Regions from separate parts of the Rattus norvegicus genome. Here region 2 is linked to region 1. Evidence: chromatin contacts called from public Hi-C data. All regions are on one chromosome and are shown on one strand. The core of a region is the stretch at or near the end of the contact, and the rest is flanking DNA. Distances in the headings are between cores, read along the strand shown.

Evidence for each region. A called contact is a pair of places that touch in the nucleus more often than the background predicts.
Region 2: a contact with region 1 is called in a Hi-C map of kidney, with 9 times the contacts expected there. The contact joins two enhancer-like sites. A contact is called at or near these places in 11 of 12 Hi-C or Micro-C datasets (the A7r5 cell line, the Rat2 cell line, Schwann cells and 7 more) and 1 of 1 datasets of contacts at active chromatin or transcription factors (oligodendrocytes).

Annotation. Positions count from the first base shown.
Region 1 is chr3:116,870,705-116,875,338 of GRCr8, reverse strand. It overlaps Lin7c (lin-7 homolog C, crumbs cell polarity complex component), which reads right to left. Exons shown (of 5, transcript NM_021851.2): 5 at 2,976-4,634. Among named protein-coding and RNA genes, the nearest start is that of Lin7c, 12 kb to the right of the region's middle. Within about 2 kb of position 1,623, at least 3 of the 93 cell types and tissues checked have an H3K27ac peak or open chromatin away from gene starts, as enhancers often do. A contact at or near this core is called in kidney, where this site is marked.
Region 2 is chr3:117,234,454-117,239,481 of GRCr8, reverse strand. No RefSeq gene overlaps it. Among named protein-coding and RNA genes, the nearest start is that of Bbox1, 81 kb to the left of the region's middle. Within about 2 kb of position 3,066, at least 2 of the 93 cell types and tissues checked have an H3K27ac peak or open chromatin away from gene starts, as enhancers often do. A contact at or near this core is called in kidney, where this site is marked.

The DNA.
Region 1 (4,634 bases), core at 374-2,873:
ACTCAGCTATCAAAAACAACGACTTTATGAAATTCGTAGGCAAATGGTTGGAACTGGAAAATATCATCCTGAGTGAGCTAACCCAATCACAGAAAGACATACATGGTATGCACTCATTGATAAGTGGCTATTAGCCCAAATGCTTGAATTACCCTAGATCCCTAGAACAAACGAAACTCAAGACGGATGATCAAAATGTGAATGCTTCACTCCTTCTTTAAATGAGGAAAAAGAATACCCTTGGCAGGGAAGGGAGAGGCAAAGATTAAAACAGAGACTTAAGGAATACCCATTCAGAGCCTGCCCCACATGTGGCCCATACATATATAGCCACCCAATTAGACAAGATGGATGAAGCAAAGAAGTGCAGACCGACAGGAGCCGGATGTAGATCGCTCCTGAGAGACACAGCCAGAATACAGCAAATACAGAGGCGAATGCCAGCAGCAAACCACTGAACTGAGAATAGGTCCTCTATTGAAGGAATCAGAGAATGAACTGGAAGAGCTTGAAGGGGCTCGAGACCCCAAAAGTACAACAATACCAAGCAACCAGAGCTTCCAGGGACTAAGCCACTACCTAAAGACCATACATGGACTGACCCTGGACTCTGACCCCATAGGTAGCAATGAATATCCTAGTAAGAGCACCAGTGGAAGGGGAAGCCCTGGGTCCTGCTAAGACTGAACCCCCAGTGAACTAGTCTATGGGGGGAGGGCGGCAATGGGGGGAGGGTTGGGAGGGGAACACCCATAAGGAATGGGAGGGGGGAGGGGGATGTTTGCCCGGAAACCGGGAACGGGAATAACACTCGAAATGTATATAAGAAATACTCAAGTTAATAAAAAAAAAAAATGAAAAAAAAAAAAAAAAGAATGAGGGGCCCTGATGTTTAAATGATGGGACTTTTTTTAAAAAAAAGTAACACCCCTCCCAGCAAATGTCTCTATTTTCAATTGCATACAAAATTACACATGTGTGTGGGTATTATTCCCAGTCTACTGTAAGATCTCAATTTCACAAACAAGAAGCAATCAGAAAAAGAAAATGTGCTACTGCCTCCTTATCCTCATCAGATTCAAAGGAAATATTTGTTTTAGCTTGACACTCTATTTTACTGGAGACTCAGCTCAGAGCTAGAATATCTGAATGGTATGTGCAAAGTTCAGTGAACTCTGCAGAGAGTCTGTTTTGTCTCTAGATTCTCTACTTTTTACTAAAACAAACAGAACCATTTCTGTGCTCCTTTACCTAGCTGCTAGATTTGAACTCTACCTTAGTGGTGGCCTCTGTTTTCCTTGTGCAGGGAGCCCAGGGAGTGAGGATCTGACTGGCAAGTCTGAAAGAACAGGCCCTTATCCCTGTATGATGAGGGCGGTGGTCCACAGAAGCCTGGCTGATTTTGAAGGCCATTTCCTTTTCAAGCTTTACACACACACACACACACACACACACACACACACACACACACACACACACACGGGCACACACACACCCGCCTATGATTTAACAGAAATGTGAATTCCAGACAGGCAATGAACCAAAGGTCAGCCTAGGCTACAAAATGAGGCCTTACTTCAGAACAAACAACTCAGCCCAAAATGTGGAGTGTAGTAACAGTGGGGGGACTGCAGCCCTGGATTATGCAGGGCCCTTTAGACTTTGCTCTCAGTGTAACAGAGACCTGAGGAGGCTGAGGCGCTCCAGTCGAAGCGATGCTTTTCAACAGGCAGATGGATCTCGGGGGACCTGCATAACCAACACACCTCTAGCCAAGGGCAAACTCATCATTCCAGCTAGAGAAAGAGCTGCTGCAAATGCAGGGCCTTCCTTCAAACTAAAGCCAAGTCTAACCCTGTGACTGACCACAATTAAGCTATGCCAACAATAGACTAAAACAAGGAAAGCTATGCCCTGTGGAACAGATGGGCCTGGATAGGCACTCGGAGAACAAGCTCTGTTACACTGTGGCAAGTGCCAAAGGTAATCTCCACCACAGAGAACAGGGATCAGCAAGGCCCTAACTCAACTGTCAGGACTTCATCCTCTTACAAGACTTCTACTGGGATCTTTATTGCACATGGAAGAAGTCGCACCGAGTTCTGTTTCAGTGTTGGATTCTGGTAATGCCAGAATTCGTTTAGTAAAAGTATACTGCACAAACTATTATGAGCTGGCTGGATGAACAAATGTTAAGATGGTGGCCGGCTGTTTCTGCATGCTCAACGGTGGCTGTGCACACTCTCATCTTTGCCTCTGCTGTGGGTCTACTGACACTGCCTTTTCACTTAGCAAGTACTAGAACTTTTCCAACGAATTTTATTCTGAGCATGGCCTCACTCCTCAAAACTGGCACTAATTTTAAAAGTTGCCAGTTTACTTTAAAAGCTTCATCTTGTATGTGTTTGTCCATACATAACGGTCATAGTACAACCTGCAAGAGAGGCTGTGCCTTTCAAGCCCAGGGCCTTGAGGTCAGGTCGTCAAGCTGGTGGCATTTGTCTTTCCTTAATGAACCCTCTTGTCCCCTAACTACTTTTTGCTAGTAGGGTCCTACAGCTACTTAGTGTGTGGGGACTACCCAGCCAGTAATTGCGGGCAGCCTAAAAAGCTTCAGAGACAGCACGGGCACTGACTGCAGATGACAGATGGAAAGCTCTACAGGGCATTCTACCAGGACAGAGAGGCTCACAGTAAGGATGGCAACAAGGATTTAAAGAGGGCAGCTGGGGGCTAGAGAGATGGCTCAGAGGTTAAGAGCACGGACTACTCTTCTAGGGGTCCTGAGTTCAATTCCCAGCAACCACATGGTGGCTCACAACCATCTGTAATGGAATCTGATGCCCTCTTCTGGTGTGTCTGAAGACAGCTACAGTGAACTCATATACGTGAAAAATTCTTTAAAAAGTGAAGAGAGGGCATAGTCTCTGCCATCAAGCATGTCACATTGCCTCTTGAAATAACAGAAGACAAAGTTTGGTTTAGTTATAGTTTATGAAAGGCAAACAAAATACAGAAATCTGAAGTCTCATTTCAGGAACCACCACGGAGTTTGCTTTTTACTTTATGTAACGGTTATTTTACATACAGCGTTCAACTTGTAATTGTATCAATTTTGTCAAATGCAAAGGACAAACACGACTCATACAAATATATTTTAAATAAGCCTTAGAGTCAGAATTTAATTGCTAAATGATTCATCTATTGAAAAAGCACTGTTTCACATTCCAAATAATTTTCTCAAACTAAAAAGAGTACAAGTGTATCAAATCTTTGCCAATATTTTTAAAAACCACGTCCAGTTACAAATTAGTTTAAAACTTCTTGAAAATTAATAATCAAATGACTTTCCCCCATTATGTAACTATTATTACTTCAACAACCTTTGAAGAAACACTACTCATGAATTTTGGAGAGTAAAACTACAAAGCGAGATTGTTGCCAGAACAGACAATGGACTGTAAGTTAGAAAATGCGCAAACGGACATTTATTCAGGAGGTACAATTACTAGAGTCCTTATATATCAATAATCATTCCACAGTATAATCACATGTACTCTTTTAAGTCTATACCAAGTCATGCTGATGCTTTCCAGTAAGCCATAACCTTATCTTCTATTAAGTTCTATTCATTTTAATTGTAAACAAAGTACTTGAGCAAAATGCCTTAAACTTTTACAACAGGAAGATGATCTTAAAAAGTGAGACCCTACAGAACAGGACTCCATCCATGTAGTAGAACAGTAATGATAAAGGAGCCATATCTAGACGGCACAGATTCATTCCTCATAGTGCTTTCACATCGGCGATGCTTAAACATGCTCTTTCAAATGATAACCTGCAATTTTTTTTAAAGGTAAAGGGGACAGAAGGAGAAACACTAATAAGATTTTACAATTGAATTACTGGTAGGTCTTATTTTTTAAAGAACAAGAAAAGGGAATACAAAAGCCAGCATGGTTTACAGAGAGAGCTCCAGGACAGCCAGAACTATGTAGAGATTCTCCAAAAAAAAAAAAAAAAGGACTGCCAAATACTTCTTAAGCCCATAAAAAGATACTAAGGAGTAGAATCAATCGTTAAATAGCTTCAGATTAAATGTACTTTCAAACAGAGTCCAGTATAATCAGAAAGTCCATGGGCTAGTGCTTCTGAAGCTTGGGTGTCAGAATGAGCCTCTGAAGACAATAGAGGGTAGACACTGTCATATGAAATGTCAATCACAAAGAAATGATTATGAATCAGCTGTATGTGAAGGGACCTAGATGAGTTTTAAGATCTGCAGGGCATTCTAACATGCAACCAAGGTCATGAATCACCAAGTCAACTCATTTTGAAATATTTAAGAAAAAAAAAATTGAAAACTGGGGCTAAGGGAAATTTACATTTGTAAGTTACAAGTCAAACAAATACCCTTTATATTTACTGCCTAGTTTTAATCCACAAATCATCCATTTATTAGATTAAAATTCATTCATTTCCTTAGTACACAAGAAGACTACTGTACACTTGCCACTGACTTTTCCTATGGTCATTATTTAAAATTCTGAGATAGGAGAATTGCATCAATGAAAGCCAACTACTGCTACTCATGCTTAACAGTACCAAGAAGAGCTCTGTGTTTGGCTCCTTTA
Region 2 (5,028 bases), core at 1,817-4,316, 360 kb before region 1:
AGCGCTAGGCCCTGGGTTCAGTCCCCAGCTCCGAAAAAAAAAAAAAGAAAAAAGAAAAAAAAAAGATTTCTTCTTCCAGAGGATTCTAGATTGTGTCATATTGATTAAATAAATAAATAAATAAATCCTAGCCAGCACACTAATTGTCTCTTGATGGACACTTATGCTGTTTTACGATCTTGACTATAGTGCATAGTGCAGAAATCCCTTCAACCTACCAGCTTCAATTCTTTGGTGAGGACAATGGATCATATAGTAATCATACAGTAAATTCTAAGGGCTTTGAGGAATATTTATACTGGTTTCTAAAAACGATTATACCTATATTCAAGTCAACAAAAGTATTGCATGGCTTTCCTTTTCTCCAGTTCCTCATCTTTGGGAACACATGTGTGCACAGGCAAGTGGAGGTCAAAGGTCAACCTTAGGTATCCTTCCTTCAGTGTCATCTGATATTTTGAGACAGAGTTTCTCACCAGGAACCAGGGCTCACTGATGAGGCTGGCTGGCTGGCAGGCCCCACAGATCTTCCTTTCACTATTTCCTAGGTGCTGGGATTACACAATTACAACTGTGAGCCACCACACCTAGCTTCTTCTGCAGGGTCTGTGGATTGAACTTGGGGCCTCATGCTTTCTGACTGAGCATTGCTTCAACCCAAATCTCATCTTTTTGAGAGAGGCCAACCTAAAAGGTATAAAGTAGTATTTTTATTACGATTTTAGTTGCCTTTCTCTGATGAGTAGTAATGTTGATGGCTCTTTTTAGAAGGGAGGGGAGGTTTGGGACAGGGTTTTTCTGTGTACCCCTGGCTGTCCTGGAACTCGCTCTGTACACCAGGCTAGTGGCTAACTCACAGAAATCTGTCTGCCTTTGCCTCCCAAGTACTTGGATTAAAGGTATAAGCCACCACCACCCCTCTACTGATGACATTTTTAATACATCTTTCTCTTAGCTGCATACAGTTGATGGCTTCTAGAGGGAGAAGATTAGTTATCTTTAAAGATGTATCCCCTGACAGTTTACTACCTTTCAGTACATGATGGTCCCCTCACAGGATTATATGAACAGCGCAAATTAGAGTCTAGGATATATTTTAAATTAAAAAAAATGTATGCAAACTTGGGAGTGGATCTGAAAGCAATTAAGAGGAAGAGTTTGATCAAAATATATGTATACAATTCTCAAAGAAATAATATATACTATATATCATTTATATATATTATTTATATAATAAATTCCAAAGAAATAATGATGTGTGTGTGTGTGTGTGTGTGTGTGTGTGTGTGTGTGTGTACTCTTTATCTTTAGCAGGCATTTCCCTCAATAAATCTCTTGTACTTCTTGTACTTTTCACTTCGTCTCAGCATTTCCTTCACAGGGAGAGGGCTGCCATGATGCACAGGATGCTATGAGAGTACAATGGAACTAGAAAGATAAACATCCTTTGGAAATCAGAGAATGAGAAATATACACTAAGTTTTATCTTTTAAAACTACAAGTGGAGATTTTAAGCCATTCAATAATAACCTTATGAAATTCATCACATCACTACAGTTCTTTTGGTTAAGTCTGATAATATTAACATAGACCTCAGTCTAAAGAAACATTATATTTAACAGCTTTCAATAAGAAGATATGTACATTTGTGTAAAGTTGAAAGCCATCATCATCAGAAAGACAATTCAGTTGAGCGTCAGTTATATGAAATATTTATTCAAGATGAAAAGCTTGTCTGTGTTCACTCATCTCCCTGGGGCATTGTGTTTTCCTGGAAACCAGGGCAGAGCTAGCTGCATAAGATTGCAATCTTTATGGAAAAATCTATCTGCAAAGGAGTCCTCTCTAGCCTATTTCTCTCTTGAACCCCTAACCCTCATCTAGCTCCCATCCAATCTCTCCTATCCTAACTGTAGAAGGTTATCACTAGCGACAAAAGCTAACCTTCATCTGACTGGCCTCCGTATTAGCTTAATAAACACCTTAAAGGTAAAGAAAAAAGGGTCTCAAGATGTTTGGTCTGACAATGGACAGTGACTTGTTCACCCAATTCTGCTCCTTTGCAACCACACACACACACACACACACACACACACACACACACACACACACACACACACACACACCACCCCTTAGCAGTGTTTCATCATTACTCAAGATGCATGCATATTTTGTTAGTTTTGCTTTGTTTTGCTTTCCAAAATAGAATCTCGTTTTGTAACTAATACTGGCTTCAGACTCACAGGAATCCTCTTGCCTCAACCTCTGTCTGGAGCTGGAATTACAGGCCAGTGCCAGCATGAGTGGATGACACCCATTAGGTTTTGAACATCATGATAATTCTGAGATTGCAACTCACCTGACAACAACTGTAGAAGAGGCAATGGTTTCACCTCATTGTTTTGACTTTGAATGTATAAATAGAACAGGGAACAGCTTCCAAACTACCAGAACAGACGTCACCTAGAAACAAAATCCAAGCTGCCTCAGTCTTTTTGAAGAGTCTAGATGAGGGCATTTAGCATTCCCAAGAGAGATTGGAAAGTAGGCTAATTCCACAAGCTTACAAGCCAGGCTCCACAACCCAATCCCAATGTTTTCCCATTCTTCTGTGAGTAATTTTCACAGATGCTTCTTCTTCTTCTTCCTCTTCTTCTTCCTCTTCTTCTTCTTCCTCTTCTTCTTCTTCTTCTTCTTCTTCTTCTTCTTCTTCTTCTTCTTCTTCTTCTTCTTCTCCTTCTTCTTCTTCTTCTTCTTCTTCTTCTTCTTCTTCTTCTTCTTCTTCTTCTTCTTCTTCTTCTTCTTCTTCTTCTTCTTCTTCTGTCACATATCATACAGTGTGAACATGCACAGTGCCATTACTACTGAATCAAAAATAAAAAGCCTTCCAAGAGAATTTACCTCTAAATAGAATAAATGGAGCAGAACTGCTTTATTATCTGGCTCTCCTGACACCTGAACTTCCAAGTCTATTTTCCCTTCGTAGAACACTTTTCTCTGTCTTCTTTTCCTGGTTAATGCTTACCCATCCTCTGTGTTTTAGCCTAATCATCACTGCTAAGAAGTGTTCTTTTAATCTTCACACTCTAAAAAACCATGTGAATTACCCCTGCTTTGTGCTCACACAGTACCCTGTACTCAACCATCTTAACAATTAACTTTTATAGTAACTGCTTGTTTTTAATTTTATGTCTCTCACACATGCTGTTAACTTCTTGAAAACAGTAAACTTATTGTGGCTGGCATGGTCAACACTCCATAAATATTCGCTCTTTATGAAATGTTAAATGAGTGTCTCCTGTGTACAGCACATAAATAACCTCATATGATTTTGAATGGCAAAACCATAAGAATGTTTTCTCACACGTAAGTAAACTGAGACACAAAACAGTAGGAGGCTAGTTAGTTGTAGAACCAAGCCTGAAATTTCTCAGAGTCTCCATGTAACACTAATTTTGTCTGATATATATTCAGGATTTACTAACCGTACTCCATGGACAGTCTCTCAAGGATATCCTTTTTGTAAAGAGGTGGTGCAGCTGAGATGCAAACCCAGGACACTACAGAGTTTACACCATCAATCTCATTGTGACAGTCACTAGTACGCTGAGTCCAAATATTTAGTAACACTATTTGTTATTAGTGGCTCAATTCTTAAGTTGTATTTGCAAGCTGATCCAAAACAAACAGCTCAGTTTGTTGGATACTAATATGAACAAAAGCAGAATTACAATCAATATCGTTGAATCACTACAATTCAAGTTACATGACTCTGAAGCAACCACCTTACTTCCTTAGACCTGTCTCTTTACTAGTTTAAAAAAAAAAGAGGTGAACTCTTAAAATACTTTGATTGTGTCTCTCACTTCATCTCAAAGCAATTAACAAGTACGTCAAGTGGGAGAAATCACCTTTGCCAAATATTGAATGTGGGATGTAACTTAAACTCCAGTGTTTGTTCTACAAAATTCAAATAATGTTTGGCAAAGTGGAAGGCTCTTGATCTTCCACCTAAAAGCAGAGGTTTTCAAATCACGACTATCAACTCTTTTTTTTCTTTTCCTTCCATTGACAATATTTGCATTAGTGGGGAGAGGGAAGTCCAGACTTGTGTTGAGAGTTTGACTGTTGGAGAAAAGTACACACCTGGAGGGGAATGGTGTTTAACAAGACACAAGGCATCAGTCTCTGCCTGACTCCTTCCAGGCTGGGCCTCTCCCACTATCGCTTTGTTCCAACACAAGAACAGAGGCTCGTGTGGAAACTTGCTTAAGTCAAATACTATCACAGAACTCCAGCCCAGCTATGCTGGAAGGAAAACAAGATTCTTGCCAGATAAATGTTGGAGCCAGAGGTACTGGACGAGCTGGAAGTTCATAGCAGGGCTCCATGGCGGGAGCATCCTCTAGCACTGGCCCAAAACTCTCCTCTATTCCTGAGGTAGAACGGGTACTGAAACTCTTCTTACCTGCCTAAACCTTTTGAGAGTTGCTTTTCTAATAAGCAGTGGTACATACAGTCTTCATTTGGTATCACAGGAAAGGAAGAGTTCCAAGGTAATTCTAAGCTGCACCTCCAAAACTCTAAGACTTTTCCAACCATCAAATGTAGCCGGGCTAATGTTTGCATTTAGAACTAGATACATTTGCATAAAAGGCTTAACCATCTAAAGGTTAAGTTCCCTCTACCATAAAATTAGAGTAATTATGGCCCCACTTAAGGATTCAGCAAGATAACACCTGGCACACACCGCATGCTTAATAAAAGGGAATGCATATTATTCCATTCACAAGGGTCACCTAAGGCCATTTCTTTTAGACCTTCTTCTTTTTTTTTAAACAATGTTTTCTTTTTAAAGGTTTATTTATTTTATGAGTACACATGCACACCAGAAGAGGGCGTCGGCTCCCATTACAAATGGTTGTGAGCCAACATGTAGTTACTGGGAATTGAACTCAGGACCTGTGGAAGAGCAGTCAGTGCTTTTAACTGCTGAGCCATCTCTCCAGCTCCTCTTTTAGATCTTCT